3 separate regions of the Mus musculus genome follow, and regions 2 and 3 are each linked to region 1. A link is a contact called in public HiChIP or PLAC-seq and promoter capture Hi-C data. All regions are on one chromosome and are shown on one strand. The core of a region is the stretch at or near the end of the contact, and the rest is flanking DNA. Distances in the headings are between cores, read along the strand shown. Region 1 holds the start of Ndrg3 (N-myc downstream regulated gene 3). Region 2 has its middle 18 kb from the start of Sla2. Region 3 holds the start of Sla2 (Src-like-adaptor 2).

The links. Promoter capture Hi-C pulls out the DNA fragments that hold promoters and counts their contacts. HiChIP or PLAC-seq counts read pairs in DNA pulled down with a chosen protein or histone mark.
Region 2: an H3K27ac HiChIP or PLAC-seq map of epiblast stem cells shows a contact between it and region 1, with 2.8 times the contacts expected there. The contact joins the enhancer-like site here to the promoter of Ndrg3 in region 1. A contact is called at or near these places in 4 of 39 promoter capture datasets (the 3T3-L1 cell line, embryonic stem cells, macrophages and 1 more), 5 of 15 datasets of contacts at CTCF or cohesin (the G1E-ER4 cell line, the NIH/3T3 cell line, embryonic stem cells and 2 more), 70 of 484 Hi-C or Micro-C datasets (the C2C12 cell line, the C3H10T1/2 cell line, CD4 T cells and 42 more), 30 of 115 datasets of contacts at active chromatin or transcription factors (the 230-238 cell line, the HPC-7 cell line, the NIH/3T3 cell line and 17 more) and 4 of 9 other capture datasets (adipose tissue, liver, macrophages and 1 more).
Region 3: a contact with region 1 is called in a promoter capture Hi-C map of the HPC-7 cell line, with 6 times the contacts expected there. The contact joins the promoter of Sla2 here to the promoter of Ndrg3 in region 1. A contact is called at or near these places in 30 of 39 promoter capture datasets (the 3T3-L1 cell line, the C10 cell line, the HPC-7 cell line and 19 more), 9 of 15 datasets of contacts at CTCF or cohesin (CD8 T cells, the NIH/3T3 cell line, embryonic stem cells and 5 more), 172 of 484 Hi-C or Micro-C datasets (the 63-12 cell line, B cells, the Ba/F3 cell line and 85 more), 59 of 115 datasets of contacts at active chromatin or transcription factors (the 230-238 cell line, CD4 T cells, CD4 single positive thymocytes and 39 more) and 5 of 9 other capture datasets (adipose tissue, embryonic stem cells, liver and 2 more).

Annotation. Positions count from the first base shown.
Region 1 is chr2:156,990,257-156,994,106 of GRCm38.p6, reverse strand. It overlaps Ndrg3 (N-myc downstream regulated gene 3), which reads left to right and starts at 1,996. Exons shown (of 16, transcript NM_013865.2): 1 at 1,996-2,108.
Region 2 is chr2:156,903,267-156,907,500 of GRCm38.p6, reverse strand. No RefSeq gene overlaps it. Among named protein-coding and RNA genes, the nearest start is that of Sla2, 18 kb to the right of the region's middle. Within about 2 kb of position 2,245, at least 19 of the 459 cell types and tissues checked have an H3K27ac peak or open chromatin away from gene starts, as enhancers often do. A contact at or near this core is called in cerebellar granule neurons, cerebellum, epiblast stem cells and 1 more, where this site is marked.
Region 3 is chr2:156,884,614-156,888,896 of GRCm38.p6, reverse strand. Sla2 (Src-like-adaptor 2) reads left to right here and starts at 1,676. Exons shown (of 8, transcript NM_001356495.1): 1 at 1,676-2,017.

The DNA of each region.
Region 1 (3,850 bases), core at 747-3,246:
TCATTATTTGGAAATTGGGGTGGTCATAGAAAAGCCCAGACAGTTAACACCTAGTTATCAAAGATAGAATGATACTGTCCAGAGTAGAACGAAGAAGGAAACCAGACAGCTTCCAAGAAAGCCTGTATTTGAGAATCAAAGATGTTATTACTGACTGTTGTTTCAAGAGCAGATAGACTTTGGAACATGTCTTCATCTCACTTTGCTCAGTCATCCTCAAAGGTGACTGTGCCTTCCTCCATTTTCTTACATCCGATCACATTTGTTTATAAGTGTTCAAACTTGAAGATGGAAAATGTGTTTGATGTCTTCAACTTAAAAATGACTAGAACGTTTAAAAAACAAAGCATGAAAACTTGGACCTCAGCACTAAAGAAGTAGAAGCTAGAGTCAGGAGTTGCAGGCTCTGGGCTACACAGCAGCTGCTAGGCCAGTGGTTTGTGTTGGCCTGTCTCAGTGGTACTGAGCTCCAAGCATGGTTTATGCTTATTCACAGCTTTATGAGAGAGGCTTTGTTTTTTGTGTCATTTATAGAACATTGGCAATGTTTCCTAATTTAGCCAGTAATATGTACTGAGGGTAAACTTGCAGTTCAGTGCTTTGTTAACAGTTAAATATAAATCATGTGGGGGCTGGTGAGATGGCTCAGTGGGTAAGAGCACCCGACTGCTCTTCCGAAGGTCCAGAGTTCAAATCCCAGCAACCACATGGTGGCTCACAACCATCTGTAACGAGATCTGACGCCCTCTTCTGGTGTGTCTGAAGACAGCTACAGTGTACTTACATGTAATAAATAAATCTTAAAAAAAAAAAAATATAAATCATGTAATAAAATGCCTTCAATACTAGTTTTGCCTTCATTCAGATTGGCTTGGGCCTGGCCTGGGTTTGTTTAATTTTACCCTTCTAGGTAGACAGTTCACTGAAGGAAGATGGCAGAAACTGATAATAGGCCAACCTACCTAATGCTACAACCCTTTAATAACATAAGTTGCTCATGTTGAGGTGAGCCCCAGACACACAATTATCTGTTGTTCCTTTATAACTAATTTGCTAGTGTTATGAATCAAATATAAATATCTGATATGTAAGCCCTGTGAAAGAGTCAGCTCCCAAAGGTATGGTGACCCTTGTGCCATAGAGGAGTGCTGTTTCCCAGCTTCTCTCATGGCTTGTTCAGCTTGCTTTGTTATCCCCTCCAGGGCCACCTACCCATAGTAGGCTGGGTGCTCCCATTATCAGTCATTACTAAGAAAATACACTACACAGTCCAATTTACTAGGGGCCTTTTCTCAACTGAGATTCTCTTCCCAAATTACTTTATTTCAAATTGACATAAAAGTTGCCAGCACATGCAGGCAACGTTTTGATTCTAGTCTGGAGAGATGACTTAGTGTTTAGATGTGCACTGTTCGTAGAGAGGACTGGAATTCATGTCTGTAATCTCCCATTTCAACATTCTGCAGCTGTCTTTAGTAGGAATCTGCTACATTTATATGAACATCACTGCCCTGCACAGATGCTCGTATATGCACAATTAACAATGAAAATCTTTAATTGTTGAGTCAATAATATGTTCAGTCGTTTTTTGTTTGTTTTGTGTGAAGTAACCAACTCTCTTGTTCTACTCAAGAAGGAAATAATATGGCTGCCATTTGTAAAAGATGGAAGAGGACTAGGAATTTGATTCCTGGAAATCGAATCCCTGAGGCTCAGGAGTGCCAGATGATCTTGAGTGTAGCTTTAAACCTTGTTAAAACAAGTATGTCATGGCCCATAAGAGCTTACTAATAATTCAACCATGAGGGAGAGGTAGGTGTGCAGAGAAAACATTTCACATCCCCTCCTGGCAGTTCTGAGCAACAGCCTCCGGGACACCGCAAGAAGAAAAACTACAGCCAAGATGGCGCTGCTAGAGACTCTGTAGGCCTGACCACCATTTTGTCTGTAGTTCCTAGCGTAAGCAGGCGCGTTGCGCATGCGTAAACCCCCGGCATCCTCAGCGCGCCTGCGCTGCGCAGCGCCCCCCCTCCTTGCTGCTGCTGCTGCTGCTGCTGCTGCTGCTGCCGCTGCTGCTGTAGATTGACGGCCCCGCGCTAGCGCTTCAGGTGAGTGAGCGCCTCTACCACAGCGGGCGGAGGGCGCGCCGCGCGGTACGCCCGCCCGGGTGTCGCTCCTCTGTGCGCTGCGGACCGATGGCCACGCGACCAGCCCCGGGTCCTCGCGGTCGGCCTTCTCTGAGCCCCCCGAGCCTATCGCGTTCAGCCCGGCCTCCCGCGCCCCTGCCGGTACCTAGTCGGCGGAGGGCAGCGTGTGACCTGTTGGGGTCCGGCGTCGCTACAGAGGTCTGCACCCTCCGTCGCTGGAACCCCCTGAGGCTGTCACCCGTTCTCCGCCTCTCACGGCGGAGCACGGAGCTCCTAGAGCTGAGCATCCACCTACCCCGTTGCCCCTCACAGCCCAGAGAGTTTTGACAGGGGCCTGGACTCGCCTTCTGTGGGTTTCTTCCCAAAGCCACAGAGGCACTCTTCTCTCCTGGGACCACAGGACCACGGTTTGTCTAAAGCCCACTTTGTAGCCAAAGAAACTGAGGCACGGAGAGGTGAAATGTCGCGTCCAAGGTCATGCAACTGACAAGTGACACGGCCAGCTCTCTTAACTCAGAGGCGGTGGGGCTTTCACAGCCAGAGCTGGTGGGGTTTGACCTTGTATCTTTAAATTTGGGGCGGTGGGGAATACACTTGTCATTTATCTAGAGTTGCTTTTAAAGGTCGTAAAAGTGGGCTACGAATAGAATTATCTTCTGGTCAGTACGGTGGAAATGCTGTTGTGATAACAATCGCGATGTTAACGTGAACTGGCTCCCTCCCAAATACTCGCTTTGTGCCAGGGATCTTGCTAAAGGTTTTATTAAGATCGGTTCACCTTTGTACCTCGCTGCTTCCCTATCCAGTGCTTTCTCCCTTCTTTTTCTCGAAGCCGTTTTTTCCCCCTGCAGAGCTCTCCTGCATGTCACAGGTAGACTTGGAGCCTCATGGCTTAAGCTGAGAGGCTCTCCCCTGTGGCTCCCTGGTAGAACACAGTAAGCCTCTCCTGCGTCAACCCCACTCCCCTCCCCCAGGGTGTCCCCCCCCCAGCCCCCCAAGGTATAATTAGCATTTCTTTTCTAGCTGTCAGGACTAGGCTGGCTGGGCTGGCTGGACTTGTGGAGGTGACAGAGCAGATTTAGCCAGTATCACCTCTTTTTGGGACTTTCTGGCTCTGCTCCAAAGCTGGTCTTGAGCATTTTCAGGCTTTAAGATAAAACGAGAAAGCGTTGACACGGTGGTGAAGAATCTAAGACACCTCCTTTGATTTGAGTTCCAAATGAACAGCTATAAAAATGTGTTGATTTTTTTTTTTTTTTTGCCCCCAAAATAACTAGCACAAACTGCCTTTTCCTCCCTTAGCAAATCCTCCTCCACACTTCAAAGGCTCCACAAAATTTTCATCTTCCCTGCTTAATTTTCCTAACTAGAATTAAATAATACATAGCAGGCTGCAGGCCCGGGTCTTATCCTCAGTAAGATCCCCCCCAACCCCACCCCCATCCCCGGCCAGGTCAGGCGCAGTCTTTGCACCCCCAAATGCCTGGGTCCTGGTTGGCCAAAAAAAAAAAAAAAAAAAAAAAAACTGAGTTCCAGCTGTTCCTTGCCGTTACTCAAAGGGTAATTAATGTTCTATTGCTATTCTGTTGGTCCTCTTGCCCTCCAGTTTCTCTTTGCTGTCCCTCCCTTTATATTTCTCTTCAGATTATCCTGTATCAGCCTTAGTCCACCCTTTTGTTTTTGAAAGTTTGCAGATGATGGTC
Region 2 (4,234 bases), core at 996-3,495, 87 kb after region 1:
GCACGGTGGGTCTCTGAGCATTATGGATCGGGCAGCCCGTGAAGTGAGCTGGGTCATTACTCATGCTCCTCTCTTGCTGCAGCCTGAGGCTCCTGACAGCCCATGGGTGACCTCAGGCATCTTTCTTCCCTAACCTGTCACCCATGGCCAAGGCTCTCCCACACCTCCTTCTCTGCATCCTCAGCTCCACCTCATCCAAGTCCTCAGAGGGAATTCCATCCAGAACCCAGGCAGAAGCCTAACGGGGAACTGGCAAGATGAGTTGAGCTGAAATTTGTTTCTGAAAATAGACTGTCTCCAGATTTACACAGATTGCCGTGTTTATTAGACTATGAGATGCATCGTTTTGAAATGGGAAGAATTGGGAGAGAAATGTTCAAAATGTGAGAACATTCTGTAAATATAGCTTTTCCTCCCACTCCCTGAAATAAAGATGGCTAAAACTGGAAGGAACCTTATTTTTTGTGTCTTGGATGTCTTGGGCAGGGTGGTAAGTTGATCTCTACCCACCATCAACCCAGTGTAAATGCAGAGCTAGGGACAGGGAGGAGGCAGCAGAGGCCACAGTCTCAGACTGCACATTTCAAAGGAGTGTGGCCACTATTCCTTCCAGCCCTGTTTCAAAACAAAATCAGCTCATACCATGGAAGGAATACTCAGTATTTCCATTTATGTGTGTGTGTGTGTGTGTGTGTGTGTGTATAAACATTTCTTTGAAATGATACTGATTTGTGTTTTTATGTTTTTCAAAGATACTATGTGTATAGTACACCTTCCTTTAGTGGACAGCCTGTGAAATGCTCTCACATGTTAACTCTATTTACACCGTTTTTTCTTTTAGCTCTCGGGGTTTTTTTGTTTGTTTGTTTGTTTTTTGTTTTTTGTTTGTTTGTTTGTTTGTTTTGGTTTTTTGAGACAGGGTTTCTCTGTATAGCCCTGGCTGTCCTGGAACTCACTTTGTAGACCAGGCTGGCCTCAAACTCAGAAATCTGCCTGCCTCTGCCTCCCAAGTGCTGGGATTAAAGGCATGCACCACCATGCCCGGCAGCTCTCAGGTTTTACCACCAACATTGTGGACATAATTCTGGCTCATCACTTTGGCCAGGTAAGCTCCTGTTCTTGTACAAAAAGCCTTCCTGTGCTTCAGGAAAGAAAGAGGCTCATTGCAATGCACGGATCCTGCAGAGAAAGAACATGGTCCTTGCAGTCAGAAGGGCACGTGGGCCTGCAAAGGCCAGTCCTCTGGGAGGGGCTTCTCTCAGCCTCACTGATCTTGGCACTCAGAGAGAGACAGAAAACAGCCACTCCCCACCTGTCCCCCGTGAGCAGAATGCCATCTGGGTATGTTTGACAACACCAGTGCCTCAGCAGACAGCTTTAGAGCCACCAGGAGGTTCAGGAAGGGCTTCACAGGAATCAACATTTCAGAGGAGACAAGCCAAGAGCAGTGAGGTGCTGCTATTGGGAAAGGAGCTTAGAGATGACCTCATCCAGCCAGGGGCTGAGGGACACTGGTGTCCAGCAGGACGGCTGCTGTCCTGGGATGGACAGCTGTTGGTGGGGGATTTGCCTCCAGTCCTGATTTCTAAGGGAAAGTGAGTGATGTAGACACTGAGCTGTGAGGGGCAGTTACAGGGAGGCGCGGAGGCTGCTCAGTTAGTCTGCTGGCCAAGCCAGCTCAGTCAGTCCACAGGGTCTCAAGGGCAGGAGTGAGGATTGAAAAGAAAAAGACATTAGTCAAACATTACAACCCAACTCCAGCCAGTTCTGAGGCTGAAGCTCCTTCCATTTTTCCCAGCCAGCATTTATACCACTCCAGGTTCTAGCAAAGAACAGGGTCAGTTCTTAGATCCCAGACAATGTGATTAAACAAGGCAAGGAACAAAGAGATCACACCTGGTAGCAATCAAACAAAGCAATAAACAAAGTCCCCAAGTCTCTGGGTCTGGGGGCTTATCAGGATTACCAAGACAAAAGGGAAGTCACACCTTCCTTGGCTGTGTTCCCCTTGAGCCTTGCAGTAGCCCAAATGTGAATATGCTTGTCTGAGCCTACTTCCTTGAGCCCAGTGACAAGTACTTGCCAAATTTCTATAAGTGGTACCAAAAGCTCTCCACAGTCTGCATCCTTAATTCTAAATATGCCTAAAGGAGAATGGAAGGTCGGATGGAGCAGGCTGTCACCACCTACTGATGATGTGCGTGCTAAGTAGTTTGAAAGCTGCTTTCCGCTGCTGGAGTGATGGTTTAACAGTTAAGAGCACTGACTGTTCCTTCCCGAGGTCCCAGTTCAATGCCTAGTCCCATATCCTGTTTGTAATCTCCATTCCTAGAGGATTTTCACCCCCTTCTGGCTTCTGCTTGCACTGCAGGCATCTGGTGCATAGACAGACATGTGGGCAGAAACATTCACATAGGAAAGAAGAATTTTCTTATGTCTTTAAAGATGTATTTACTTTTACGTGCATTGACAGTTTGCCCGCATGTGTGTCTGTGTAAGCATGCCAGACCACCTGCATCTGGAGTTACAGACAGTTGTAAGCTGCCATGTGGATGCTAGGAATCAAACCAGGGTCCTGTGGAAAAGCAGCCAGTGGTCTTAACTGCTGAGCCATCTCTCCAGCCCCCCAAATAAGAACTTTCAATAAAATTAAAAGAATTACTGGGTGTGGTGGCATACAACTTTAATCCTAGCACTTGGAAAGCAGAGGCAGGTGGATATCTGTGAGTTCCAGGATGCAGAGCCTGGCCTACAAATTGAGTTCCAGGATAGCCAGGGCTACATAGAGACCCTGTCTTTGAGACCTTTTGTCTCAAAAGAACAAAACAAACAAAAACTATTGCTTCAGATATCCAAACTTAGTTATTTTTCCCAGGTTTGATAGCCCAATACAGTAGGGAAACCGAGGACCAAATTTAATGTTATCCATATTGTAAATTGAGTTGAAAATTGTTTTTTTTTTCATTTTAGCTTTAGTTCTTTGAGACTTTCATACATGAGCACACATGTATTCATATAATTTCTACCCCTCTTTCTCCCTGGAGTTGACATTTGAAGCCCAGCTCAACTCCAAACTCCAAACCCTAGACCATATCCTCCCTCTCTCTCTCTCTCTGTTCATGTATGCATGTGTGTGTGTTATGAATGTATGTGTTTGCATGCATGTGGTACCTATGTACATGTGTGCACATATGTGTGAAGGCTAGAGGTCAACATTAGGGTCTTCCTTCTGTCTTTCTAACTAAGCCTCCTTCCCACAGGTTGGTTTCCAGCTGAAGACGTCACCTACTTGTCACCGGGGCTCCATCACCTACTTGTCACCGGGGCTCCTGGCCAAAATGTTTGGCTCTGGACCTGAACATTTGCCCACATCCAAAAAAAACAACTTTGTGTGTGTGTGGCATATGGGTCCTCATATGGAGAAATTAGTTTGTCTTTTAGTTTTGATCAAAACAGGGGAAAGAGAAATCCTCAGACCGTGTCCATGGTGCCACAGAGGCATCAGGACCTGGAGAGAAGCAAGAGAACCCATCATGTGTGCAAATGTGGACTCACCCATGTGCCTGTCACTGGGACTGGGGGTAGCCTTCTCCTGGTGCCTAGCAGGTTTCATTCCCAGCGTGGCATTTCCTCCAGGAATGAGTGAGTCCTAGGGTCCCATCCAGACTTTTTCTTATTCATGCTCCATTCTGGATGGATCTGGGACACTACCATTGGAGTGGTCATCAATCACTAGATTAGTACATAGATCTGAAGCAGATAAGCTTAAAAATAATAATAAAGGAGAGAGAGAGAGAGAGAGAGAGAGAGAGAGAGAGAGAGAGAGAGAGAGAGAGAGAGAGCTGCAGATACCTTAGACTGAAAAGCTGGCAGAACTGGGGTAGAAATCAAGCTAGGAGAGACTGCCTCACCTAGTGGACAGATAGGGAGTGTGCCTAAGAGTGCTGGATCCCTCTCTTCACTGCTCAGCGGGGGGCATTTAGATTACAGTTTCCCCTCCTGAATGAAGATCTTCTTTGAAGTCATCAGTGAAGCTCCTGTGCTTCCTCTTCTCAGAGCCAGGAGGACGCCCAGAGTCAGTCACATCCCACTTAAGTAGGGAAGACAACATAACTTGCTGCCCAGGCTCAGCTCCCAGCACCCACGTGGCAGCTCACAGCTATGCCCCCAGTTCCAGGGGCTCTAATGCACCTTTCCAGCTTCCTTGTGCACCTCAGGTGTATGGGCCACTAAC
Region 3 (4,283 bases), core at 427-2,926, 100 kb after region 1:
CCTGTGACCAGCAGTCAGTCAGATGGAACTCAAGAACTCTAAGAGGGGGCTGGAGAGATGGCTCAGTGGTTAGGAATACTGACTACTCTTCCAGGGGTCCTGAGTTCAATTCCCAGCAACCACATGGTGGCTCACACTATCTGTAATGAGATCTGATGCCCTGCAGAGAGAAAGTGCTGTCACTGTAGCATCTGATTCCACTTACCAGACACCCACGCATCTGCAGGAAGTGTTCCTGGTCTGATGGAGAGTGGTTCTCCATTCCCTCAGTTCCAGAAAAGGCGACAGTATGGCTCTCACTTGTCATATGTTGTATGCATACCCCCACGGACATATACACAGGAATATACATAGAAATATTACTATGCTGAGAGAGAGAGAGAGAGAGAGAGAGAGAGAGAGAACTGTGGCTATCTTCAGACACACCAGAAGAGGGCATTAGATCTCCCATTACAGATGGTTGTGAGCCACTATGGAAATTAAACTCAGGACCTCTGGAAGAGCAGTCAGTGAGTGCTCTTACCCCCTGAGCCATCTCTCCAGTCCTGCTTGCTGTCTTTCTAACAATCAAGGGGCTGGGTCCTGGGATGCGGATTCATGGGAACCTGATTGAATTGATGTGTAAATAAGAGACTGCACTTTTGATCTGGAAGAGATGAACTATCCAGAGAGTTCTTAGAATAGCAAGAGAAAGCTGTCTTGGGCAGAAGAGAGAGAGAGAGAGAGAGCGAGAGCGAGAGAGAGAGAGAACGCTTATTATCTGGAAAGCTGTCTCAAGCAGAACATAGGCCGTCAGCTTGTAACTCACCATTTGACCCTGAGTCTTCCTTTTTGCTACCCCCAGACACCCCTTCTCTCAGGAATCCCTCTCCAAGCCAAAGCTGGTCCTTGGCGCACGACCAGGGCATGTTTTGACACACTGGGTCTGAGACAAGCCTGCATACCTAAGTATCTCCTAGCTGATACTGTGGTTACCATATTTTGAAGACCAATCTCATTGATCTTTCAGGTGCTTGGGATTGAACCCAGGGTCTAGGACATAATAAGCAGACACCTACTACTAAACTACATATCAGTCCCAAATCTGAATTTTCGAAATACAGTTTCTACACCAACAACATGGGCATTACCCATAAGCTTGTTAGGAATCCCCCCCCCCCCCCCCCCGCCCCGCTCCCATCATTCTCTGATATTCACTGATATGCTCAAGGAGAGGCCCGAAGGCAACTTTCAGAAGTCAGTTCTCTCCTTCCACCACTGGGTCCCGAGGATCGCACTGGGTCATCAGGCTCGGTGGGAAGCATCTTTATCCACCCAGCTATCACACTGGACCAGAAATGAGCCCCACTTCAGAGTCTATAATTGAAGATCCCAAGTGATTCCTATGCGTAGTGCCTTCTGAATATTTGAACTCAGAGTTGCAAAGGCTGCTCCGGTGATTCTTGTGGCCAGGTCTCACTGATCTCTCCCCATACCTTTATTTCTTGGACCAGATGGAGCCAAAAAGCCAAGAAGGACCTCCAGCCTGAGGCATGGGGAGGGGGTGTGGGGGTGGAGGGAGCAGCTGCTCCCTAGAAACAGGAAAGGGGCAAGGTGGTTCCTCCATGGGCTACGATGTGATGCGTCAGAGGAAATAGAGGCGGGGAGAATGTGGGGCTGTGAGAACCACAGAGCCTGCAGCTGGGAGCTAGAGCTCTGAGGAGCAGTAGCACCTGGGTCTGTCTACACGGGCTCAGGTCCCTAGGCCACGCTCTTTGTCCCTGCTGTGCTGGGTGGGAGGGCCCAATCTGGTTTCTCTGAGAAGCAAAGGACTGCTGTACTAGTTTCGTGGAGATTGTCTGCTGACAAAGAAGCTTGATCACAGTACCTCAGCCTACTCTGACTCCTTTCTGGTGACCGATCCTCCAGGCTGCTGGGGCCTGAGATGCCGACTACCTTAGGACCTGCAAAGGCCTGACCTGTCGGGTCAGTGTGCACATTGGCTGACTACCCTCATCAAACGTCTGATGGCAAACCTGTAAGTATGCTTGTTTTGTTTTCTGGTGGACTTGGGTCAGGTGGAAAAGAGTAGTCCTCTCAGAGTGGGAGTGAGCTTTGTAGTCGCACTCCAGGAGGACGGCTGGTGGCTAGCTGCACAAGGAGGTCTCTAGGATCCACAGAGACACAGTAGGCTCGCCTCCAGAGAGTCTGACTACCTCCAGGAAACTTTTCCTAAGATCTCACGCCTCCGAGGTCTCTTCGGCGCTGCCTACTTTCCTCTCCTGGACCAAGAATCTTGCAGGGAAGGAACGGGCTCTAGATTACTGTCACCTGCAGCATCTCAGTTGCTCTCACAGGGTGCAGGTCTCAGCCTGAAAAGGCGCAAAGCTGAGGAAACAGATGACTGATCCTCTGCGCTCAGTTCCCAGATGCAAAATCAAGCCCACAAAATCACAGGAGACAAGAAGGCCCTCCCAGCCCTACACTTTCTCACCTCTGCCTGAGCAGCAGGCAGCTCATCCTCCACACGAGGTCATTGCAGTGAAAAGGGGGTTAGAGAGAAGCAGGGCGGCCTGGGTGCTGTGCAGTTTCTGCTGCCTTTCCCCAGCACTCTGCCCATCCTCTCACCGGGACACCACAGACAGCGCCTAATCACAGAGGAAGTTGCTCAGATGTAGGCCAAGTGATCTGATCTCTTGTGCAAATGTGGCCAGCACATGTTCGTCCTCGGCCTAATGGCCACTGCCTGGGCCACATCTTCCCCAGTAGTTACCATGCCTTGGCCAGACCAGGAAGAGAATGTTGCAGAGTCCCGGAGGGGTCCAGCAAAGATCAGGTCCCCTGTGGTTCAAGGGTCCTAAAGGTTGTGGTCTTGCTGCAGGAGAGCAAGAAAGTTGATCACCTCCAATCCTCCCTCTGACCCTGCAGAGTGAGCCCGAGTCAGCGTTAGGAGCCCTCATCACAGGAGACACCCCAAGCTGCATGCTGTGTCTGAGGTCACACAGCTGCTCTGAGTTAGTCCCCCATGCTACCCATGGCAGGCATAAAGCCATGCACTTAGCCTGAACCTCATCCTTGGGGCAGCTCAGATGGAAGAGTTGCCCTGGCTGTGAGCAAATGCCAGCCTCCAGGAGGCAGCAGAACCACCATCCTCACCAAAGCTGCCCTGTCCCCAAAGTCTGAGAGGAAGGGGCTGTCCAGAGCCAGTCCTGGGGCACCAGCCTGCCTGGTGTTCCTGATCTGTGCTGTGGATACTGAGCTCAGCACAGAGGCAGCAAAGACAAAAGCTGTTTCTCCAGATGGTGACACAGCGCTGTAAGACAGGTTGGGTTTCTCCAGATGGTGACACAGCGCTGCAAGACAGGTTGGGTTGGGGGTTAGCACAGACGAATTGTCATCCCTACAAGGCCCTGTCTCTACTCCGTGGGGACAATTCCAGGACTTGGATGTCATCCCATGGCATTAATGAGCAACACCCTCATCCAGGCAACGTGTGTCCCTAGGGTAAGGAAGACACCCACTGTGTCTTCATGCTAGTCTGTGAGCTGCTCCTGCCAACCGTGAACCCTTGGCAGTGCCTGGCCAGCTGAATGGAACCAAGCAGGTGAAATTACATCTTGTCCTGCTGAAAGTAATGAGACTATCTGAAAAGGATAAGAGAACCCAGACCGCTCAACTTTTCCACAGTGTTGGAAAAGCAGCTTTTTCTAAGTAGAATCTGCTTAGCCTGAGAACCAGACACTGCAGAGCGCGCTGCTCAGTTTGGTTCACTCTGTTGGTGTGGGCTGAGGCCTTCGGTGGCCTACCTGAATGCTGAGGATGGGGCATGGGACTAGAGGGTAATGGCAGACTGCACAAACACTCTAACTGAGCCTGCTGACAGTCACAGGACTAGGAAGTGAGAGGATCACGTGAGCCCAAGAGTTTGGGGACAACCTAGGGGACATAGTCCCCAGTTCATAGTCTCATAAAAACCAAAACAAACAAAAAGAAACCATGAGTGAACACAACGGAAAGGTGAAAAGGAAGAGTTCCAGGGGGAGTTTGCCACCGAGAACATTCAAGCCAGGAAGGAAGTATGCTCCCAAGGCTGGCTTCCCAGGGCCCTATCTCCCAGACCCAAATGTTGGGTGTGGCTATCCCTGGTTCTCAGATGAGGAAAGGGGCACCAAGAAGGGAAGTGACCAGTCAGTCAGTCCCTCAGAGCCTTGCAAGCCACCACTATGTCACAAAGACTGACAGACTCCCAGCAGTCTAACCCAGTGCCGTTGGCACCAATGTCGCCTCTGCTTGTGACTCCCATC